Linked DNA regions of Zea mays: region 1 is linked to region 2. A link is a contact called in public Hi-C data. All regions are on one chromosome and are shown on one strand. The core of a region is the stretch at or near the end of the contact, and the rest is flanking DNA. Distances in the headings are between cores, read along the strand shown. Region 1 has its middle 72 kb from the start of sbp12. Region 2 holds the start of LOC103626675 (myb family transcription factor IPN2).

The links. A called contact is a pair of places that touch in the nucleus more often than the background predicts.
Region 1: a contact with region 2 is called in a Hi-C map of leaf, with 4 times the contacts expected there. The contact joins the enhancer-like site here to the promoter of LOC103626675 in region 2. A contact is called at or near these places in 2 of 25 Hi-C or Micro-C datasets (ear and leaf).

What each region holds. Positions count from the first base shown.
Region 1 is chr5:88,732,814-88,739,491 of Zm-B73-REFERENCE-NAM-5.0, forward strand. No RefSeq gene overlaps it. Among protein-coding and RNA genes, the nearest start is that of sbp12, 72 kb to the right of the region's middle. Within about 2 kb of position 3,393, at least 17 of the 20 cell types and tissues checked have an H3K27ac peak or open chromatin away from gene starts, as enhancers often do. A contact at or near this core is called in ear and leaf, where this site is marked.
Region 2 is chr5:88,320,521-88,327,104 of Zm-B73-REFERENCE-NAM-5.0, forward strand. It overlaps LOC103626675 (myb family transcription factor IPN2), which reads right to left and starts at 3,535. Exons shown (of 6, transcript XM_008647072.4): 1 at 2,891-3,535; 2 at 2,713-2,789; 3 at 2,516-2,573; 4 at 1,920-1,989; 5 at 1,611-1,683; 6 at 279-1,315. The coding sequence starts at 3,098. The coding sequence ends at 671.

The sequences.
Region 1 (6,678 bases), core at 2,143-4,642, 410 kb after region 2:
TTTAACTTGAGGGGGCAAGAATATGCTAATTAATTTGTATTTATGTTCTTGGTGCAGATCCCTATTTCTTATAAATCTTATCTCTACTATTCCATTCACCTCTCTCTCCTCTCCCACATTTAAACGGTAAAAATCTAAAATTATGCAAAAATAAAGATTAATAATTTGTGAGTCGTGGCAACGCACGAGCACCTGACTATGTTTGGTTAATGCATGTCTGATTTCTATTGACGAGTGTTTCAAACAACAGCTGTAGGTTTGGGGCAGTCAACTTGTGTAGGCATTGGTGGTGACCCGTTCAATATCGCATATACACATTTTGAGATTAAGGCCTCATATTTTAAGCAAAAGCCTTCCCTTTTTAAATCTATTATGAAATATCTTGTCATGGATTTTGTACTTTGCTCTGTGGAATTAATCCCTTGTCTGGCATTATCTGGTACTTGAATACTTAAAGTGTATTTTTTATTCCAAATGCTACATACATATGTTTTTCAGTCAACACAACTCCATCTCATTTTGTAGTTTTCTTAGTGTTCAATACTACTAGTTGAATGCCCGTGCGTTGCAACGGAAATATATAATACGAGTATACTACGATAACTTATATACAAAATGTGTGTTATACCGTTATGAGAAAATGTTTCATAATCAATTTGTGATTCTGACCATACATAAATTTTGTTATTTATAATCTATATGTTTCACCACTACATTGCAACCTTCAGTATCATGCAGACTTCGATATATGTCACGATTTGCATGGTCTCATCATTATAGAGCACGTTCCACACATATCGGAAGAAATTACATCGTACATCGTTAGTCATCAGACACATACCACCATACGCTTTTGCTTAAACAAAAAGGCAAGTGTGTGTTTGTGAAGAGAATTAAAGGCAAGTCGGCACAAAAGCTACCCAACGGTGGCGAGGATGACAAACTGGTCATTGTTGTCGGTCCTCCTCTGCGTCACCTCTGACGCCAAGATGACGCCACAGTCCTCGATATAGTAGTCATCGAACGCGCGCGACATACCGAGTACTGATGACTCTTGGCTGGGCTGTAAAACGAAGTGCACCCCGGGCTCATCAGCAAGGTAGTACCCCTGACCGTTGCACCACCGGATGCGCTACTCCTCTACATACATCGTGTTCAAGGACACTCATACAACGTCAGCAACGGCCATCGTCTCAGCGCACAAGAATTCATGACCAGTCAGTAGCGACTTACGTGGCAGGTTGGGCTTCAGGTGGACGATGAGCTGGACGACGTGATGACGTCGTCGTTGAATGCAGTGCCCAGAACTACCCGAGAGTCACCGATGTTGGCGACGACCATGAGGTCCCCCTGCTTGACGATGGACAGCGCGGAGTAGCCGCTTTGCACCGCGTCCAAGCGGTGGCGGCGCCAGAGCTTGTCGTACATAGCGGCACATGCGGCCACGTAGGGCTGTTTCTAGAGGTCGAACTGGCAGTCACCAAGTTTCTTCTTGTCGTCGATGAGCGACCCCAACACGAGTGCCTCCTGCTAATGATGTTTGTTCGGGGTTTCCAAGTAAGAAACATGGATTCATGTTTGGCGTTGGTTTATAAAAATAACTCACAAGTCAGATCCATGGAAAAAAATATTACAAAGAATAAATGTCACACATGCAAAAAAGGAATTTAAGTTGAAAATATTATTCAAACAAAAGAAATTGCATGTAAGGCTCTTCTTTAAATACTACTCACTCCATCCAAAAATATAGTTCAAGAATCTCGGTGATACTTATCTAATACTACGCATTGTGCAATGATAGCAGGTGGGCTTGGGGAGAGATGTAGTAGATGTGTTTCTGTTATAGATGTAGACATAAATATATATGTGGTGTAGTGGTAGCTACTACTAAATTTGCTTGAGAGGTTGTGGGTTCAAATCCCCTTGGGGCTATGTGTATTTTTTTAATTTTAGCTAGGCGGCGGCTGTACGGGGGAATGGAAATGGGAATGGGCTGTGCACGGGGAGGAGGGAATCGGAATGGGCAGAACGCGGAATGGCCGACTACTATTGCAGCCTTAATAAGTAGTAGAGATTTAGATTTTATTAAGTCAGAAATAGCAAAGATAACATAGAAAGGTGGACTTCCAAATGCAGAAGCAATTGGAAAATTGTACATCTTATGCAACTTGATCGAACTGTTATATTTTAGATCTTTTGTTTAGCATTTTTTAATCCACATGTATTTCTCTATCATATAAAACTCTATATTGGTTCTTTAAAATAATTTATATGAATTTGATAATGTTTGTCACAACTCACATGAATTCTGTATACCATAATGAATTGATGGTTGAGAGATTATGCACGAGGCATGCAAATTAACAAGACTCATACAAGCGTCGAACAATGTGCTGATGATGATCAGAGACACAATGGCAGCACATGATCAGGTCTTAACATGTTTGGCTTCCGAACAGGCTTTTCTCCAGATCCCCAAGAAAGAAGAAGATCCGGTCAGATATATGTCGATGCTCATCCCAACGTACATAAGTTATCAATTGTATTATATGTTCCCATTGCAACGCACGAGCACACAACTATAATACAAGAAAACAAATAATACAACAAAAATCTACCTCTATCATAAAAGGATAGCTCTCATTTTCTATATAGTGTTTTACCTCATTAATTTTTTTTTCAATCGATTCGAAAGTAGATTAGACAGAATATATGAATTTATCTCTAATCCTCACATTCCATGGATTCAGAAATGGATATTTGCAAATCAGATAATACCTAAAATAGAAAAATAGAGTCCCTATCCGTAGAATCGAAACCTTTTTTGCGCCGATCTTGGTCAAAAGTTTTAAGGCCCGTGCTGAAACTAAAAACATCCTACTCTTTAATCTGGCCATGAAACATAGAATTAGAATATCCCCTCTTTTTTTACTTGGGGGGGAGGGGGGCTCTCCGCGTGCATGGAGCAGACATTTTTTTGTAGGAAAGCACGGATCAGACATTTTGCAGGGGCTGATATATGTATGGGCCGATTTGAATTCAGGTTTGAAATGACTCGGTGGGTGGCCCAGCGAGGACGTTTAAAGTGTGCTTTCGGCCTAGTGATTATGAGCTAGAATGTTAAGCCCAGCTCGATCGAGTGCTCTGCATGATGCATGCATGACCGCTGTCTGGAAGAAGAAAGAATCCAATGCAAATAAAAACCCCGGCTGGACGAGAGACTACTGCAGGAGAAGGCCGGCCCTCCCAGTTGGCAGTTGCCATCCGTCATGGCACTGGCTGACTGGCAATTGGCGTAGGCTGGCGTCAGACGACGGCAGCGCATGGCCCCCAATCGCGTGTGCCTGTCGGTGTCGGCTCTCACTTCCTCTCGTCGTCAACCAATCGGATTCAATGGACGGCTATATATCAGACAGGTCGTTGGATGCTCTCGTTCACGCATGGGCCTTAAGCCAGGACATCTCTTGTTTCGTCTATTATTCTCATTAAAGATGTTAAATGTGCGAATGAGTTCAACCCACGGAATTTGTTGCCTTGTCTTTAGTGGTAACACTAAAAGGGGAAAAGTTGTGAAGTGTTATTGGCAAATAACATGTGATATGTGTAATTCCACATATACTAGAAAGTTTGGTCTGGGTGTAAATTTTTACTTTAGACTCTGCATATAAAAATGAGTGGTGTTTGGTCCATGACCGAATAAAAAGAGTTGAAAGTACTTTGACCAACTCTGGCTAAAAGAGGCTTGCCATGCTCATACTTCCAAACTATATACTTGCTAGCCCCAACACTTGTTCTTTTGGTAGGCCTGCAAACTTCAAAAATGCCACCATATTTCTCAAGTTCTTCTAAATGTGCAAGCAGAAGCAGTCTCAATACAATGTGGTGACAAATGCAAACACAACTTGATCTTTCTATTTTTCACTTATCTTGATTTAAATTTTAGCAGAGTATGACTAAGATAGAGCATGAGACATAGCAACCTAGCATACTAGTGATAACAAAAAGGATCTCAACACATCTTACACAAACTAGTTGTTAATATCGGTGGTGAAAATTTTTCATATTTAGCAAACTTATTCCACCTTCATATTATCTCAAGATATGAGACACGAGTCCTGAAAGGATCACGATGCCCAAGAGGGGGGTGAATTGGACTTTTCTAAAATTCCAACAAAAGTTAAACCCTAAGTATGAGCCCAACTTTACCCAACTACTAGCAATAAGTGAATACTACTAGATGAACAACAACCCTAAGTCATTACTACAAATACTAGCTAAGCAATTGCACAAAGAGAAATGCTCAAAATAAATGCGGAATGTAAAGCAAGGGTAAGAAACTCCTCCAATTTTTTGCAGAGCTATCGAAGAGTCTGCACTCTTCTCTAGTCCTCGTTGGAGCACCCGCGCAAGGGTATCGCTCCCCCTTGGTACTCGCAAGAATCAAGTGCTCTCTATGAGATGATCCTTTGCCACTCCGGCGCGGTGGATCCCTCACGACCGCGTACAATTTTAAGCTGGGTCACCAACAAATCCTCCAGGGTGATCACCGCACTCCAATCGCCATCAAGCCGTCTAGGTGATGCCGATCACCAAGAGTAACAAGCTATAGACTTTCACTTGACCAAGAGAAGCCTAATGCATGTGGTGTGTGCTCTAGGTGGCTCTCACGTGCACTAATGAGGTCCTAACACGGGATTAAGATTTTCTAATCACCTCGCTAGGCTTTTGTGGGGCTTGCAATGCTCTAGCAATGAATACACTTGAATGTGGGCAGCAAGACCCTAAATGAGGCTGGCGGAGGGGGTATAAATAGGCCCAACCACTGTGATATCTTGGCCCCTGGGATGGTGATATCCTGGCCTAAGGCTTAATAGAATTAATAGAGTATCCATACCAACAAGGTGCATCTTCTTTTTCAGAAGTCTATCTCGTAAGAACCTCCAAGTTAAGCGTGCTTGGCTTGGAGCAATTTGGAATGGATGACCGACCGGGAAGTTTTCTCGGGTGTGCATGAGTGAGGACAAAGTGCGCACAAAAGGCTCGTGTTGGTATGTGGGGATAATAATTAATCCTAGAGAGCTGCCAGGAGTAAGTACCATTGGTCCAGGGATTAGACGGGATGTTACAAGTGGTATCAGAGCCGACCCTCGAGGTTTCACGGGCGTGTGTGGGTTAGGGGTTCGGGTATATGGCGCATGGCGCATGTGGGCCCAGAGTGGTCACATGGCATGGCATATGATGACACTAAACTCACAGACATGGCTAAGAGGGAAGGTTCCTGGATTGGGGTTGACTAACGAGGACATCGGTCTTCTAAGGGGGGTAGATTGTGATATTCTGGTCCCTAGGATGGTGATATCCTAGCCTAAGGCTTAATAGAATTAATAGAGTATCCATACCAACAAGGTGCATCTTCTTTTTCGGAAGCCTATCTCGTAAGAACCTCCAAGTTAAGCGTGCTTGACTTGGAGAAATTTGGGATGGGTGGCCGACCAGGAAGTTTTCTCGGGTGTGCATGAGTGAGGACAAAGTGCGCACAAAAGGCTTGTGTTGGTATGTGAGGATAATATATCATCCTAGAGAGCTACCAGGAGTAAGTACCGTTGGTCTAGGAATTAGATGGGGTGTTACAAGTGGTATCAGAGCCGACCCTCGAGGTTTCACAGGAGTGTGTGGGTTAGGGGTTCGGGTATATGGCGCATGGCGCATGTGGGCCCAGAGTGGTCACATGGCATGGCATATGACAACACTAGACACACAGACATGGCTAAGAGGGAAGGTTCCTGGATTGGGGTTGACCGATGAGGACGTCGGTCTTCTAAGGGGGTGGATTGTGATATTCTGGCCCCTGGGATGGTGATATCCTAGCCTAAGGCTTAATAGAATTAATAGAGTATCCATACCAACAAGGTGCATCTTCTTTTTCGGAAGCCTATCTCGTAAGAACCTCCAAGTTAAGCGTGCTTAGCTTGGAGGAATTTGGGATGGGTGGCCGACCGGGAAGTTTTCTCAGGTGTGCACGAGTAAGGACAAAGTGCGCACAAAAGGCTCGTGTTGGTATGTGGGGACAATATATGATGCTAGAGAGCTGCTAGGAGTAAGTACAGCCGGCCGAGAGTGGATGGGGTGTTACAACCACCAAACTAGCCGTTGCTGGAACTTTCTGCGCGTGGGCACACCGGACAGTCCGGTGCGCCACCGGTGTGCCAACGGTGCATTCCAACGACTAGTTTTGACAGCCAACCGTTGCTCTGATGGCGCACCGAACAATGAACGGTGATTGTTCGGTGACCGGACAGTCCGGTACGCGCGCTAAAATTCGGCTACGTGAACTCGTCGCTCTCGGGTTTTTCGGGGGTAGAGGGTCTGCCCCGGGGCAGGCTGGTCCCACTGTAAGAGGGCGCACCGGACAGTCCAGTGCCCCTAAGACAGCAAACCCAATTTCTTTTCCGTAGGTTTTTCTAAAACGTTTTCGTTCTAACTTGTGAGTGTGTTATAGAGTGACACCTAGCACTAGTTGTGAGTGTGAACATGCACCAACACTACACTAGAATTCTCTTGGTCAAACTACTCATCCACAACCCCTCTTTATAGTACGACTAAAATAAAAATAGAAGACCTAATTCTATACCAACTGTCCACAACTCCTTCGACACTCGGAATATGAAGACCTTCATC
Region 2 (6,584 bases), core at 2,285-4,784:
ATTGTACAGATAAACCAAAAAGAACTAATCATCAGTACAATAATACAAAGAAGCTTAAGGTATCAGACAGTTAATCCATTATTAGCATGCATGTTCCTCATCAGCTAGCTAGCTCCATACAATGCAAATATATATATATATATATATATATATATATATATATATATATATATATATATATATATATATATATATATATATATATATATATATATATATATATATATATATATATATATATATATATATATATATATATATATATGATGCCTCAGACCAAAGAAAGATTGTTTCCTCAGCATGCAAAATTACCAATTAATAAGTTGCACATGCATTTACACCCATCAACAGCACTACAATTACATGGAACATACATCTCCTCTCGCTCAAAATAGATTATCTTGGAGCATCATCCAGCAAGTGATGCGCCACGGTAAGATCATCAATCTCGTGATCATGAATTAATGACACTTATGCTATAAATATATATATGTATCTCCGCCATTATATTATGCATGCCTGCTCCAGCGCTAGCTTTACTTATTTATTTGTAGCCGTTTTGCACCGGTTAATAATAATCGCCTGCTTTAATTAATTTTAGTTTCACTGCGAGTTAATTAATTAAGCACGCCGGATCGGATGGTTAATCATCATCAGAGCGACGAGCTAGTTACCCGTAGGACAGGTTCCTCGTCTGGCCTCCGCCGAGCACCGACGGGCTGCCGCCCATGTGCGGCCGCCGCAGCGATGGCCGCTCGAGCCTGACGTCGAAGCCGCCGCCCTTGCTCCCCGTGGAGTCGCTGGACATGGTCATGTGCTTGGCGTCGCCGTACACGTCGGCGATGGAGTCCATGACGTCGATGCCGGCGGCGTCCATCATCGGCGGCGCCATCTGGAAATGGTCGACGATGCCCTTGCCCTCGTCGTCCTCGCCCCACAGCATCGGGCTCTTGCCGCCGTCGTCGTCGGCGTAAGGGCTGACGGGCCTCTTCTTGGCCAGCGACCCGATGTCGCAGCTGGCGAAGAAGGCCTCCATCGGCCGCTCCATCTGCTGCTGCAGGTCCAGGCAGTGGCCGCCGCCGCCGCCGTACATGTGCAGGTCTTGCAGCGAAGGGAAGCCCATGGACGGGGCCATGTCCTTGAGCGAGCAGACGTCCAGCATCGCCTGCGGGTTACCTAGCAGGGATTTGTACCCTGCAGCCACCGGGCTGCACGCAGCCAGGTCGCCGGTGGCGATGGTCTGGTAGGCTTTCTCCAGGATGGACTGCATGTACTTGCCCTGGGCTTCGATCCTCATCTGGAGATGCCTTTGCACCTGCATGCATGCATGTTCATCAGTCCGATCCATGGCATCAGTGAGTGGCGGTAAGCTTCCTAAGAACGTTCATGTGTGGATGATGTGTGGTGTGCATGCATGTGTAAAGCTAGTTAATGATGGATGTCTGCATATGCATGGCCATGAGCAGCAACATGGTAAGGTCACAAAAAGTGGAGGCAAGTAAACTTCCTCGTATGCTTCAAAAAAGAAGATCTCAAGTTCTGTGAGAATTTCATATATGTGCTTTATTTAATTAGGACGATCGATCGGAGTAGATTAATTAATTGCATACCTCTAGCTGTTCATGTAGCCTTCTCTGGACTTCCATTTGCATCCTGATAGCCTCGTTCATGTGCACGCTGCGGCTGAAATAAACCATGCAGCAAGATCCGCAAAAGGGAGCTGTCAGGAGCTAGCAAACAATATATGAGAGCGAGAAAAGCACATATATATATATATATATATATATTTTTGTTTATTCTAGAGATGCAAAAAAAAGGACTTGAATTGGACTCAAGAAGAGCATATATAAAGTAATAATTCTTCATGTATATATAGCTAGAGTTAGCTACTATGAAATGAAATGAAGTGAACAACTGACTCGTTCATGCTTCTTCCCATCATGCCTGAAGAAGAGGCGGCGTTCCGTTGCATCTCCATTGCTGCGGCCGCTGCCATAGTTTGAAGAGATTAACGTTAACAGTACGACGCACGCGTATTAATTTGCAGCTAGCTAGGAAATGATGATGAACGAACACTTAGGCTACATATATATGTATATTATATGAACGTATAAATACATACATATAGATTTACAGATATTGAAGCACATACGAGTGCTAACGTACGGATGTACGTAGATCAGGCCAGTTATTATTATTAGTAATACATATTCTTGATTCTTTGCAATTTTGAATGGCGAATCTTAATTTAATTTCTGTGTATATACACTAGTATATTATATGAACGTATAAATACATACATATAGATTTACAGATATTGAAGCACCTAACGTACGGATGTACGTAGATCAGGCCAGTTATTATTAGTAATATATATTCTTGATTCTTTGCAATTTTGAATGGCGAATCTTTAATTTGTGTGTGTGTATATATACACTAGTATATATAACTGTGCTGTGCAGCAGGGAAATTTGGTGTCTTGTTGGCCGGTGAAGGAGCTAGACTACTGTCTTACCGTCCTTAACCGAGTGCTCGTTGAACTCCTTGTGCGGCTGCTTCCCTAACCTGAATTTCTGCTCACGAAAAGATCAATCAATGAAACAAACAAAGTTATACATATATATAAAAATCAGAAGCAGAAAAATATATGTATGTATAGGAAGGACGAAGGAAGTAGCAGCTGGCTGCAGAGGAAAACCTAACCCTAACTACCTGAAGATGGCTCTTGAGGTGGTAGAGGGTAAGCCCCTTGACTCCCATGACCCTCATGATGGTCTTGGGAGTCGCCTCTGCGTGAGAGAAAAAGGGAGGAAACGATCAGAACCAAGACGAGCGACCGGGCCAGGGAGCTAGCAGCAGCTAGCTAGCTAGTAGCTACTACTACACGTACTGTCGGGGCCACCGAGCTGCGTGACGGCGTCGACGAAGCGCTCGTGGAGCTCGACGGTCCAGCGGAGGCGGGGCTTGGGGTCGGTGGTGAGGACGAGGCCCGACCCCGAGTCGGCCTGCACGCACATCGCCTGCTGCCTGCTATCATTTGAGCTCACGGCGGCTGCGGCTGCGGCTGCGCTACTAGTGGCCTTCTTGGAAGGGAACATTCTGTCTACTATTCTCCCCGCGCCTCGCACACGAACCTCCTCTATCTCCTTCTCTCTCTCTAGAGAGATCTCCCGAATTAATTCTCTCTCCTCTCCTCTCTCAGCCGCAGCTAGCTGCAGGGTGTGTGTGTGGCGTGTGTACTGGCGTGGGATTGGGGATGAGAGATTCAAGAACAAGGAATAGGGTTCGCGCGGGGCGCGGAGAACGAGGACCAGGGCTTGCCCTTGTGGTGCTGCCTGCTGCCTGATAGATGCTGCGTGCCCGACTGCTGCTAGCTAGCTCGTGTAGTAGCTTAGCTAGCTTCTTCTCTTGTTGCGCTGAGGGCCGGGGGCTCTGGGGGTACGCGCGGTGGTTCCTTTCTTTCCCCAGCTAGCTTTCTCTCTCTTTGCCATGGGGTCGCGTCGCGCGCTTTAGTTTCCTCTCGCTCCATCTTTCCTCTCTCCGCCTCCCCGTCTCCTTATCTCTTTATTTCCATCTCGACCGCTTTCTCTCTCTAGGAGTCTTCTCCTACACAAAGCCCATGGTGTGTGTGATATTCTATCCAGCGCGCTGCCCCGGCCGGCCCGGAGGAAAACAACAAAGCCACCCGCCGTACCCAACTTGAGGGCTCCCCTCGGCCTCGATCATATCCCTCCTTTAATTCAATTCTGAGCACAAAGATGAGAGGCCAAAGTTTTTTTTTATGAAGCGTGTTATTACTAGTACCCTTAGGCCATTTTTAGTGTGCATTTTATGAGATGAGAGAGTTTTAGAAAGACGAAATTCTGGATAAACTGTCATCTAGACAAATATGGACATGACAGTCTTAAAAACATCGCGACGAAACTATACATGGAGAATGATCTTAGCATTACATAGTAACCATGTATAGCTATTTCTGTTTAGGCTTGTTGGACAAAAGCTCCTAGAGGCGGCTAGATTATCGAGCCATGTATATGTCTATTTCTGTTTAGTCTTTTGTTTGGCAAAAATGCTAGAGAATTCCAGGTTAAATCCAGGAGATCGAGCTATACGAAACAGTATCACTCCACACATATAGTCAGTATAAATAATAATGCATAGAAAATTTGACAGAACCGTTAGATCCCACATGAACATCGCTAGCTAATAATGACATATCGGGGGCTAATAAATCTAATGACCTTGCGCGTGATTTTGTCTTTGTGTGTCCCACACACATGGCAGGATCAGTACTACTTTTCATTGCTTCTCCTTTGGCACTAGAAACAAGCAAGTTATCCACCTTTAGTTTGTACTAAGTGTGTCCATTCTCTCCGGCCCTTTTTGACCATTCCAGAAAAACAAACAGGCGCGCAGTTCAATATGTAAATGTTATTCTATTAACCTGTCATACCCGCTAGCTGAGGGATATGGCCACTTCATTACCGTCTTAAAACGTACAGGGTTTCTTAACTATTCACTTCGGATTAAAGCTAACTATTTGTACTGTTGCAACTGTAATTCAAAGACAAAAATATTTAGAAGTAATAGAAGCTGATATGAATTAAAGCCAAACAAACATAAAGATGGAGATGGAGTGTTGGCACTGAGCAACGCATATTTAGAGCACAAAAATTTGACTACTTTGAACATGTCCTATTAATTACTCACACTGTTTTTGTTGGGGACTTGTTCTCAACCGCTATGAATCAAGAACAAGACAACATAAAATATTAAATGATAATGACCTTCGTCCAGTGAAGCATTATTCCCTCGGGGATAATGAACTCTAGACGAAGGCGTACGACAATACGATTACGAAGGTTGAGTTTTCGTAATCGTACGTTGATAAATTGTACGAAATAACATAAAATATAGAGTATCAAAAGTAAATGAATCATATTATACTCAATCAATATATTTGAGTATTGGATACAATTATACCTTTGCCTTGACAAAGGTTGGTTCTCAAAATGATGAGATGGTGAAAAACCCGAATCAAAAAGCGTGAACAGTAAAGGAGTACTGTTCACTATTTATAGGCACAGGACGCAGCCTGTGAGAATTTACAACCATGTCCTTCATGAAAGTCTACAATAACGACTCAAACGCTTATGGACTAAAAGGTCTTTCTACTTTTAAGTCGGTTCATAATTCCGAAGCTTTATGAAGATCAAGCTTCGGTCATCGCACGCGGACAGCTTCAGCTGAAGCTGCTTCTTCCTTCAAGACCTTCGGCGCGACGAAGCATAGTCCCAACAGTAGCCCCTTTCGCGACGCTAGATCGTTTTTCGTAACGAGCTTGATCCGTGAAAAGAAAAAGTCTCTTAAGCTTCGGAAAGCCGAAGGTCCAAAAAACACCTTCCCTGAGCTCGTTGCCGAGAAACGATTCAGTTTCCGAGCGCGTAGCGGTCCCACCTTGCAGAGTTACTGTTTGGTCTCTGCGGTCCACCGCGCAGCGAGTGCAAGCGGCTGTCCGCCTGGTGTAAAAATCCTGGCGCTTCGCCTTCTTACCTGCAGTACTATATAAACAGATGAGTAGGTGTGAAGTTACCACAGCATTCATTGCTATTTGCACTGTTTTGCTGCCAAAATTTTTAACCATAGCCGAAGCTTGACTCTCGGAATCGAACGAAGCTCCAGCTTAAAGCCTGCTTCGTCAGAAGAAGAAACTTCGGAAGAAAAAGTATTTAAATCCCACAAATTCAGAATTAAATGGCTAGAGTGCGTTATACCGCTAGGGTTGAGCGTGAGGGAGGCGAAGCTGAAGGCTCGGAGACTATTCCCATCTCCGAAGCAATGCAGCGATCCGGACTGGTAACTTCGGAAGAAATCCCCACTGTTGAAGTAGAACAAGCAACTGCCGAAGCAGAAGAAGAGAACATTGAAGAAACTGATCCCGAAGATGATTATCGTATTGCCATGCCGAGTAAACCCAGTCACCTGGACTTCGGAAAGTCGACTGTTTCAAAAGGTGATCTCTCCAAGATGGTAAAGTCGGGCTATTTCAGTGAAAATCAGAAGAAGCTGCTTCGCTTCGGGGGGGGGGGGGGGAAGAAACTACCCCGAAGCCAGAGAAAGATGAAATAGTTATTTTCAAGAGCTTTCTAAAGGCTGGGTTGAGATTCCCCCTGAATGGGATTATTGCAGAAATATTGAATAGGTTTGGAATCTACTTTCATCAGCTGACTCCTAACGCTATCGTTAGGCTCAATGTTTATATCTGGGCCCTCCGAAGCCAAACGGTGGAACCGTTTGCGGACAGCTTTTGCCGAGTTCACGAGCTGCACTATCAGACGAAGGCTAGAAAAGATGGATTGCATGACAATTTTGGTTGCTATAATTTTGCTTATCGGAAAACCACAAAGTTTCCTATAATCAGCTACCGAAGCAAATGGGCAGCAGGCTGGAAGTCGGAGTGGTTCTATGTCAAGGTTGATGATGACAAGGAGAAGTTTGTGCAAAGTCCACTTGAACTAATCTTCGGAGAAACCCGACCTCGTTGCAACATGACACCAGAAGGTCCAACCCAACAAGCGTTAGAT